Regions from separate parts of the Oryza sativa genome. Here region 2 is linked to region 1. A link is a contact called in public ChIA-PET data. All regions are on one chromosome and are shown on one strand. The core of a region is the stretch at or near the end of the contact, and the rest is flanking DNA. Distances in the headings are between cores, read along the strand shown.

Evidence for each region. ChIA-PET counts read pairs in DNA pulled down with a chosen protein or histone mark.
Region 2: a contact with region 1 is called in an H3K9ac ChIA-PET map of seedling, with 3 times the contacts expected there. The contact joins the promoter of LOC4328886 here to the promoter of LOC107278261 in region 1. A contact is called at or near these places in 1 of 15 Hi-C or Micro-C datasets (panicle) and 2 of 4 datasets of contacts at active chromatin or transcription factors (leaf and seedling).

What each region holds. Positions count from the first base shown.
Region 1 is chr2:8,440,987-8,445,654 of ASM3414082v1, forward strand. It overlaps LOC107278261 (E3 ubiquitin-protein ligase EL5-like), which reads right to left and starts at 2,184. Exons shown (of 1, transcript XM_015771646.3): 1 at 1,452-2,184. The coding sequence starts at 2,100. The coding sequence ends at 1,600.
Region 2 is chr2:8,524,576-8,529,243 of ASM3414082v1, forward strand. LOC4328886 (GDSL esterase/lipase At5g45910) reads left to right here and starts at 2,526. Exons shown (of 5, transcript XM_015771096.3): 1 at 2,526-3,135; 2 at 3,225-3,440; 3 at 3,586-3,737; 4 at 3,831-4,104. The coding sequence starts at 2,865.

The sequences.
Region 1 (4,668 bases), core at 934-3,433:
TAATATATTCGTAGTATCAGGATTCAAACCTAGAGAATGGACATGTATCCATGACTCCACCAACATATGCCTCCCTGTTTAGTTCCTGCAGTTGATAGCTTGTTCACATAAATTTTGACTTTGGTTATATATTGCTTCACTGTGTATTTTCATTGTTTTTAAGATACTAGGTTTTATGTTAAAAATTCTCCTGACCAAACTTTTTTAAAAAACAACTTAAAATCAGACAAATTTGGCAACTAGCAACAATACAGTGGGGGAATAATATCTCGAAAATATCCCACATTCAGTGTTATCTCTCTTTTCAGGGGGTGACAAAACTTATCCAGCTTTGCAACCTGTCAGTTGCGTATCATGTGTCAATGTTACATTGACACACATGATGTGCACGTGCCATCATCCAATGAGCAATGGACAAGTTGCACGGTGCAACGGGATAAGTCCATTGTAGTCTTTGTCAACCTGCTCTACAAGCTCCATGAACCTCAAGATTCTTCACAAGTTGCTCTATCAATCTCAAGAATTTAATTGACCCATGACGACGAATATGTAACAACGACGCAGGATATTTTGCAGTGATCGGTGCATGTAACCTACTATGGGGTGAAAATGTTACAGATATTTTGCTGTCCAATCGAAGTGTTGATGCTGAAATTGTTGTATTTTGAGGTCAAAATCTGATATTTCATCGTGAAAGGTACTTTGAATTCAGAAAAGACGCGCGCGACTAACTCAAACAATTAATGATATTCTGATAATTGCACTTTCTGATACTACAAAAATTACTCTGCAAAAAATCCCTCCATTCCAAAATGTAAGTGTTTTTAGACTCTGACACGGTTCCCGAGATGTTATTTTGACCAACAATAAATATAAAAATAAGATGTTTTAAATAAAAATGTGCATATTATGATAGTTTGTTTAATGATAAATCTAGTAGCATTAATTATACATGTTTGATCTTTTTTATATTTTTGCTATTAATAGTCAAAGTTTAAAATGTTTGACTTGTAACTATGCTAAAAATGTTTATATTTTAGGACAAATGAAGTAAGAAGCACTCAAGAGGACTCATTAATTAGAAAGGAACTGAACCAATAAAATAATATTAATTTTTTGCTTCAGAAAACAGTTTTCAGCTAGCAGTTTTTTTTTCTTTTTTTGAGAACTAGCTAGGAGTCTATATATAATAATGTTCCTACAATATTTCACATTAATATAACTTACTAGTATACTGCCAATCACAATGACAAACAAAATTATTGTTCCTAATTAAAATATTTGTTCGGCTCCTTTCAGTGATCAGCCCACCCAATATTCAGTTGAGTGCAATCTAATCCATATCACTTTCACTATTAATTACTCCATCTTTGCAATGATACTGGCACGTATACACAAGAAAGTAGGAAGCTAAAGCAGAGCCAAATAAAACCTATCAAAATTCAGCAGAATTAAGAGATCAAATGACACTTTATATTGAAAATTCGTTTGTAATTACAGAATCGAAATCTTTCTAACTGTACTTAATAATTACACTAATCCTAATTAAAACACCTCAAACTTGCCAAATCTGCGGGGCGCGATCCATGGCGCCGGCCGCTAGACTTTGTCGCCGGCCGCGGCGGCGGCGGCGCCGACGTCTCGCCGGCAGAGCGGGCACGTGGCGTGCGAGTACAGCCACATGTCGACGCACTCCACGTGGAACAGGTGCTTGCACTCCGGCAGCCGCCGCACGGCCTCGCCGTCGCGCACCACGCCGAGGCAGATCGCGCACTGCGCCCACCCGCCGCCGCCGCCCGCGGCGCCCCTCCGGTACGCGAACTTGGGGATCGCGGCGAGCGCGGACGGCGCCAGCCCGCGCAGGCCGCCGACAGCGGCGGGTGCGGCGGCGGCGCCGCCGCCACGGCCGGACGGCGACGCCGACGCCGAGGCCGCGTAGCCCTGCAGGGTGACGGCGCGGCGGAAGCAGACGGCCACGGTGAAGACGATGATGGAGGAGGCGAAGGCGAGGCAGACGAGCACCACCGTGTCGCACACGCGGTAGCTCCCGCCGGCGACGGCGTCCGCCGCGGTGGCGCTGCTGGGGTCGTGGGACGACATGGGGCGACCGCGCGCGTGGCGAGGAGTAGTGGGGTGGGTGGTGCCTAATGATTTGCTAGTACATATCGAGCTAAGAATTTAGTGATCTTAATTTGATTAATTAATTGATCTAGATCCTGTTTAGATCCTCCAAAATAACAAAAGTTTTGCCATTTTGTAGTACTTTTTGCCATTTTGAATCTAAACACTATTAGCAAAAGTTGGCAATTTGGCATTTGGCATTTGCTAGTCCATAGTAGCAAATTGTGCCAAAAAGTGCTTTGAGATCACTCCCTCTCTCTTTCTCTCTCACTTTAGTGCTAGAATGGCAAAACTTTAACATGCATCTAAACACTAACTAGTACTTTTGTAATGCCAAAACTTTTGCCACCAAAACTTTTGCCATTTGCCATTTGCCATTCTAAATGGATATAAACATGCCCCTAGTGCTCGATTATTATGATGTGATAGATGCTGGAGGAGAGATGAATTGGGGGATTAGGAGCTCCATTGTTTCCTTATAAGTCAAATTTTAAATATTTAAAACTTAATTCTTTGAGCAATTCTATGGTTCTTGAAGTTACCATGATGTATTATTTTTTCTATTGTAAATTTAGTATATAATAGTAGTATCTAGATACCAAGAGGTACTAAATTTTATGCTAAATTTTTGATATCTCGTGATACCTTCTCAAGAACGGTAAAAATGCTCTGATTCCTTAAGTTAATTTGTATTCCTTAAGTTAATTTGTCTGGTTTTTGGTTGTAATTTATTTTACAAACAATTACTTTTAATCACTAGGTACACAGATATAAAAATTGGTCATAAATTATTTTTTTTAATTTTAATTAGCGATTCGCATAAGCAAAATAATGAATCCATTAATCAAGGTTTGAAACAGTGATGTAGTTATCAGACTTATCAAACCCGCCCATATTTGAGTCAACTAAAATTCAGTTGTAGTATAAAAGAAATATTTCAATTTTACAGGTTTTTGTCAATAATTACTTGGTTATCAGTGAAATCGCTACGGAGGGGTATACAGTGACCGATCTTTGTAAATCCTGTGTTAAATCAGTTGATTGTAAAACCGTGGGTAATGCATGAACGGTTTTGTCTAGATAACAAGTTCGGAAGAAATCTTTTTTCTTTTGAAAGAAACTTGACAAGATTATTGGTGATAGTTGCCATTAAGGTCATATCGAACTACTATCGAGGACAGTAGGAAAATGAAACATTGGCCAGGGGTGGCACGTGCATGGTGTCTAATCAAATAGGGTAATGAAGTAGAAATAGTGTCACAAATGGTCCTCTAAACCCTTGAAAACTAAGGCTGTCTTCCCGAGGACTCCTGACACAAAAATGAAGCACACGATTATAGTGATATTAATTAAGTATTAGCCTAAAAAATTTAAAAAATAGATTAATATAATTTTTTTAAAGCAACTTTCATATAGAATTTTTTTAAAAAACAAACACCGTTTAGCAGTTTGAAAAACGTGCGTGCGGAAAACGAGGGAAGTGAGTTAGGAAAGAGGTGAAAAGAACGTATCCTAACAGGGTTAACAATTAATGTGAATGGTTTAAGGTGACTGGTTTTCATCATAATTAAAATCTGAAGAAACTTTGATCAAACCTGAATAGTTTTTTAAAATGCACAAAAGAATTAAATAGTTACGGGGCGAAAGAGGTGAAATTCATGAAAGTTTTTTAGAGAGTAAATTGAACTTGTAAAATACTTATTTTGGTGCACGAACTTGTTTGGTGCATGCGAACAAAGTCAAAATCACACGGCAAATTTAATCTTTTTAATTTTGTTGTTGATTTAAACTCTATGTAAACATGTGTCTTAGGAGGATAAACATATAATAAGACATAACGATTGCATAAAAAATAAAAAAACCAAGAAATGATGTAAGGGATAGAAACAAAGAAATATAAAGTGGAAATTAAGTTTACAAGTATAACATTTCTAATATGTGCACGCACATCATCTACTACTTTATAATTTATAATATTCAACATAGAAAAATCGGTCTTATCGTATCATTTTAGCCTTAGTTTGCATGTATCGAACAAGTTTATATACCAAAACGAGCATTTTACAAGTTCATACAGTAAATTACATCTATCTGATAAGTTCATGTACCGCTAATATAATTTACTCTTTTTTTAAAAAAATATTCTGGAATTTTGAACCCGGGTAATAGCCTGGACACAACCACCACCACAAATAGTCCAATAACCCCTGGTGCACTCAAAAGCGACAATACCTTCAAATTATACTTATTTTATTTAGTTTAGTTTTGACATAGGCCGTTTTTAGCTTCCTCTTGTTTCTAACTTTCCATCACATCATATCACATGAAAACTTTCCTACACACATAAACTTCCAATTTTTTTTCCTAAACTTCCAACTTTCTTCAAACTTCTAACTTTTTTCAGGAACTAAACACACCCATAGATGATGAGAGCCACCTGAGCAGAATGATCATCTCTACCATAATAGGTCGCGCTCATTTGGTATGACTATAGCATAGTACAACAAGATTATATAATTTTGATATATGTAGCTGAAAATTAAAATA
Region 2 (4,668 bases), core at 1,276-3,775, 84 kb after region 1:
TTGTTAAGGTCGTAAGGATGAGTTCATACCATATATTTATTCATATATAAGCCATCAGTCATCACTAATCGTTGCAAGTCTGTAATCCCTGCGAACGTGAAGATTTAAGTGCAATTCGTTTTATGGCTAATCACTCTAGGTAGAATTTAAAAACCTTGATTCCGTATTTTACATTTTGTCATGAAGTATTTGCACAATAATTGTTTTTTTTAAAAAAAAAAGGTGCATGCACTACTGTTGCTACAGTCGATGTATCTCATTATTTGCCACGTTTGTTCCACCCCTTTCAATGTATAAATTAATCCATCTGTTTCATGCCTCAATCATTTGGTCACACCACAGCTATCAGGTTAGGTTTTGGAGTGGTTTCCTTCTTGTGAAAAAGCTGCACATGCCAGTACCATTAGAAAAAACTGGAGGTGTATTTTGCAACTACTTGACAACAATGTTTAGAGAGGAAACCACCCCCTTACGCAATTTTTTTATGGTTAGACCAACTTTGCTCTGGAAGGTTTGGTGCTGTCTTCTGACTTCTCACCGAACCACAAGGGCCATCAACAAAATCAACAAGAAGATATTAGGAGGAAACTTGGGAGGATTAGTTTAATTTCTTCTTCTAATGTGGGTGATTCAGGGAGCCCATGTTATGGCACCGTGGTGGATAAGAAAGTAGTATATTAGTATCATTTATCTAAAAATTTCATACCAACCAGATTTGCATCATTTTGACCTATCTGATGTGGTTTTAATCTGCCAGCCAATCCTTTTCTTCCTTTTAAGAAAAGAAATTTTGGTTCACTGGTTGGTAACACAGCACAATCGTTTCTTTTTCAGTTGGTGTTGTATCGCATTTAAATTGACCACCATACGACCTTTGCTTATGTAGTCTTGTGTTCATCATCCATCTACCTGGAGTATGTTCTAAGCTCTAACAGTTTATGACAGTGACACATTGTTAAATTGCTATGCACAATGACAACGCATTTTAGGTTTTCTTTGGAGCAAATGGGATATATTTTATTGATCCATACTGAATTGAATTATTTCATGAGAAATCCCCCGCATTCTAGATACAATCTTATCACTAAACCGATCAAACTACCGTACTTAAGTATTGATACACAACGGTAAGAAAAAAGAAGTATTGAAGGGAAAAAAAACTGTAAAATGATGAGGAGCAATCTGCGCAGTGATTAAGGGAAAATGACGGCCAAATCGAATGCAACCCAACCATGACTTTGTCTATTAAATTTCCTGCTTGGATGAACATATTCGGCAACACGTGCCATTTTGGGCAGAACTGGTGTCAAAAGTTGTTCTGTTGGTATGCACTGAAGTTTTTTGCGTGCGGATTTGCGATGCTAAAAGTTGTCACTACCATGGTTTTGCTGTCAATTTATACTTCGTTAGCTAAAGAGGTGCATTATGATAGATCTCATTAGGTGCAATTGCTGTTGGAAATTTTTAGTGTGGACCAACCGATTATTACTCAATTGAGTTAAAGCCAGAGGTATTACTCTGATTAAAAACCAGAACAAGTGCTTGCAACTTATAATACTCTAGCTGGATAAAACCAAGTTTCTCAGAACGAACTTCTAACAACTTACAAATAACACGATGATTATAAATTAACTCCTATCAATTTGGACACAAGCATGCCCCCACTGCATTTTGGCAAGAAAAATGCGGTCACACTTATTTGATTATTCTACCTATTTATAATGTCGGATATAGGAATTCTTTCGAGCCTAGATGAAACTCGTTACAATATACCACCATACCATTTTATACAATGATGTAATATTTTCATCTCTTATGCCAGTGAATTAGGACAATCGGCCAGTATTATTTAAACTTTTAAGATCGAAAATGTATGACATAAATAATATACTAGAAAAAAAAATATGCCGGTCCAATATTTCGGAGATAATCATAAGGATATGATGTACGTGTGTATGTTTATAGTGGTGAATGTGCACGTGTTATAAGCGCATACGTTTATACTGTGTTTCTATAATAAAAGTAGAAATACGAAAACATGAGTTCACCCAATCCAGAGCTTCCAACCTCATATACAGGCCGAGTTTAGTTCCAAAATTATTATTTAAACTTCTAACTTTTCCATCACATGAAAACTTTCCTATACACATAAAGCTTTTCCGTCACATCGTTCTAATTTCAGCCAAACTTCTAATTTTAGTGTGAACTAGACCCACCATTAGTCACACACTCTCCACTCCCCAATTTGATCTAACACTGCCAAATTACCCAGACCAAAAACTTTGACTCCAAACACGCTCTCTTCATCTAGCTCGAGTCCAACAAACCCTGCCCGAAATACGCCCCCAAAGTCCAACCGTGTAGCCCACTTTTTCCTCCATTTCTCACACATACGTGCCGTCGAATCCCCCACCTCCTCCACACCGGACAGCCTGCCCCCAGCTTCCTTCCTTCCTTCTCACCTTCCTCCTCTCTTCGCCTCCTCCCCTCTTCTTCCCCACTCCTCCCCCTCCCAATCCCAAATCGCAATTACTCCCCAAGCCGCGAGAGAGCCCGAGAGTAAACTAATCGCCATCCGCCACCGCGCAGCCGCGGCAGCTAGCTCGCGAGAAGAAAACGCCACGCGACCCGAGAGCGAGAGAGAGAGAGAGCTAAGCCGCCGTGCGCCACGCCACCACCACCAACCCATCCCAATCTCTCTCTCTCTCTCTCCTCGTGCTCCTAGCTACAAGAAGAACCCCCTCACCCCCACCCCGGACACCTACCTAGCCGCTACCCCTCTCTCTTCCTCTTCTTCTTCTTCTTCCCTCTTCTTGTGGTGGTGGGTTTGACCCAAGAACGGAGGAGGGATAGGGCGGGCGGCGATGGGGGCAGTTCGGGGGATTTTGGTCGTGGCGGTGGTTCTTGCGGTGGCGGCGATTCTTGCTGGGGCGGCGGAGGGGAAGGTGAACGGGAAGGCGAAGGGGAAGTACAGGGCGCTGTTCAACTTCGGGGACTCGCTGGCCGACGCCGGCAACCTCCTCGCCAACGGCGTCGACTTCCGCCTCGCTACCGCCCAGCTCCCCTACGGCCAGACCTTCCCCGGCCACCCCACCGGCCGCTGCTCCGACGGCCGCCTCGTCGTCGACCACCTCGGTGCGCCCCTTGGTTTCTCCGCTAGATTGGATTTCGATGTCTGCCTGCTTTGTGTTGCTGATGGTTTGGTTTTTTGGTTTGGATCGCAGCCGACGAGTTCGGCCTGCCGCTGCTGCCGCCGTCCAAGCTCAAGAACTCCAGCTTCGCTCACGGCGCCAACTTCGCCATCACCGGCGCCACCGCGCTCGACACCCCCTACTTCGAGGCCAAGGGGCTCGGCGCCGTCGTCTGGAACTCCGGCGCCCTCCTCACCCAAATCCAGTGGTTCCGCGATCTCAAGCCCTTCTTCTGCAACTCCACCAAGGGTATAATCATAAATTGCATATGCCCAAATCCCCACCTTACCTTGTAGCTACCTCGCCTCACTGAATTTGGGGATTTGTTTTTGTTTTTATCTCCAGAGAGAACTGGATTGGGGAATTGTATCTGATTGTTTTGATGTTTTTGCAGTGGAATGCGATGAATTCTATGCGAATTCGCTCTTCGTCGTCGGCGAGTTTGGTGGCAACGACTACAATGCGCCGCTGTTTGCGGGGAAGGGCCTTGAGGAGGCCTACAAGTTCATGCCGGATGTCATCCAGGCTATCTCCGATGGCATCGAGGTAGAAATTCAATAGCTTCGTTGTGTCGCCTATTTGTTAGTGGTCATGTGGAGAATGTGATTTCAATTATACAACTGTTCGTGTTTGGTGCAGCAATTGATTGCTGAGGGCGCAAGGGAGCTGATTGTACCCGGTGTGATGCCCACTGGATGCTTCCCTGTCTACTTGAACATGCTCGATGAGCCGGCCGATGGGTATGGCCCCCAGAGCGGCTGCGTCCGTCGGTACAACACATTCTCATGGGTGCACAATGCACATCTCAAGCGCATGCTTGAGAAGCTCCGGCCCAAGCACCCCAATGTGAGGATCATATATGGCGATTACTACACGCCTGTTATCCAGTTCATGCTTCAGCCCGAGAAGTTTGGTAAGTTCTTGAGCTCTTTGATAGTTAGCTAGCTCAGGAAGCATCAGTTCGTTCTTATCCTTTATTTCACATCGGTACTAAATTGGCTTTTCTAGCAAAATAACTGTTTTTTAGCTCTTGCTGCTCTAATTTACTTGAACAGATCAAGTCAACTGATACCTAGAGTCAACTTTTCCTCCTGTCACCCTTGAAAGACACAATATATTATTTTTAGATAGTTCAGATCTGGGTAGAGGTGCCTTATCTCTCTAGTAGCACACTGCAATATTTCAAATTACAGTAATGATGGATCACAATTTGTGATTTGAAACCAATTAGAGTAGCTCCATCTATGTTCAGAGTAAATTGGAAGCAAAGTTACTAATCCCATCTTCATTAGAATCTTTTACACTAGTCTGTAAAGTAGTATGGCTATCAGTTCTATTAGTACTCTACCACTCTTTGTTCAAACCTTGTCCTGTTGTTAATTGTCTTCTTGAGAGAGGGGGCCATCCTGAACTATAATGAGATTCCACCCATGATAGGTAATGTGGGGCTAACAATTAGGATTGTCTGATGGTCTGA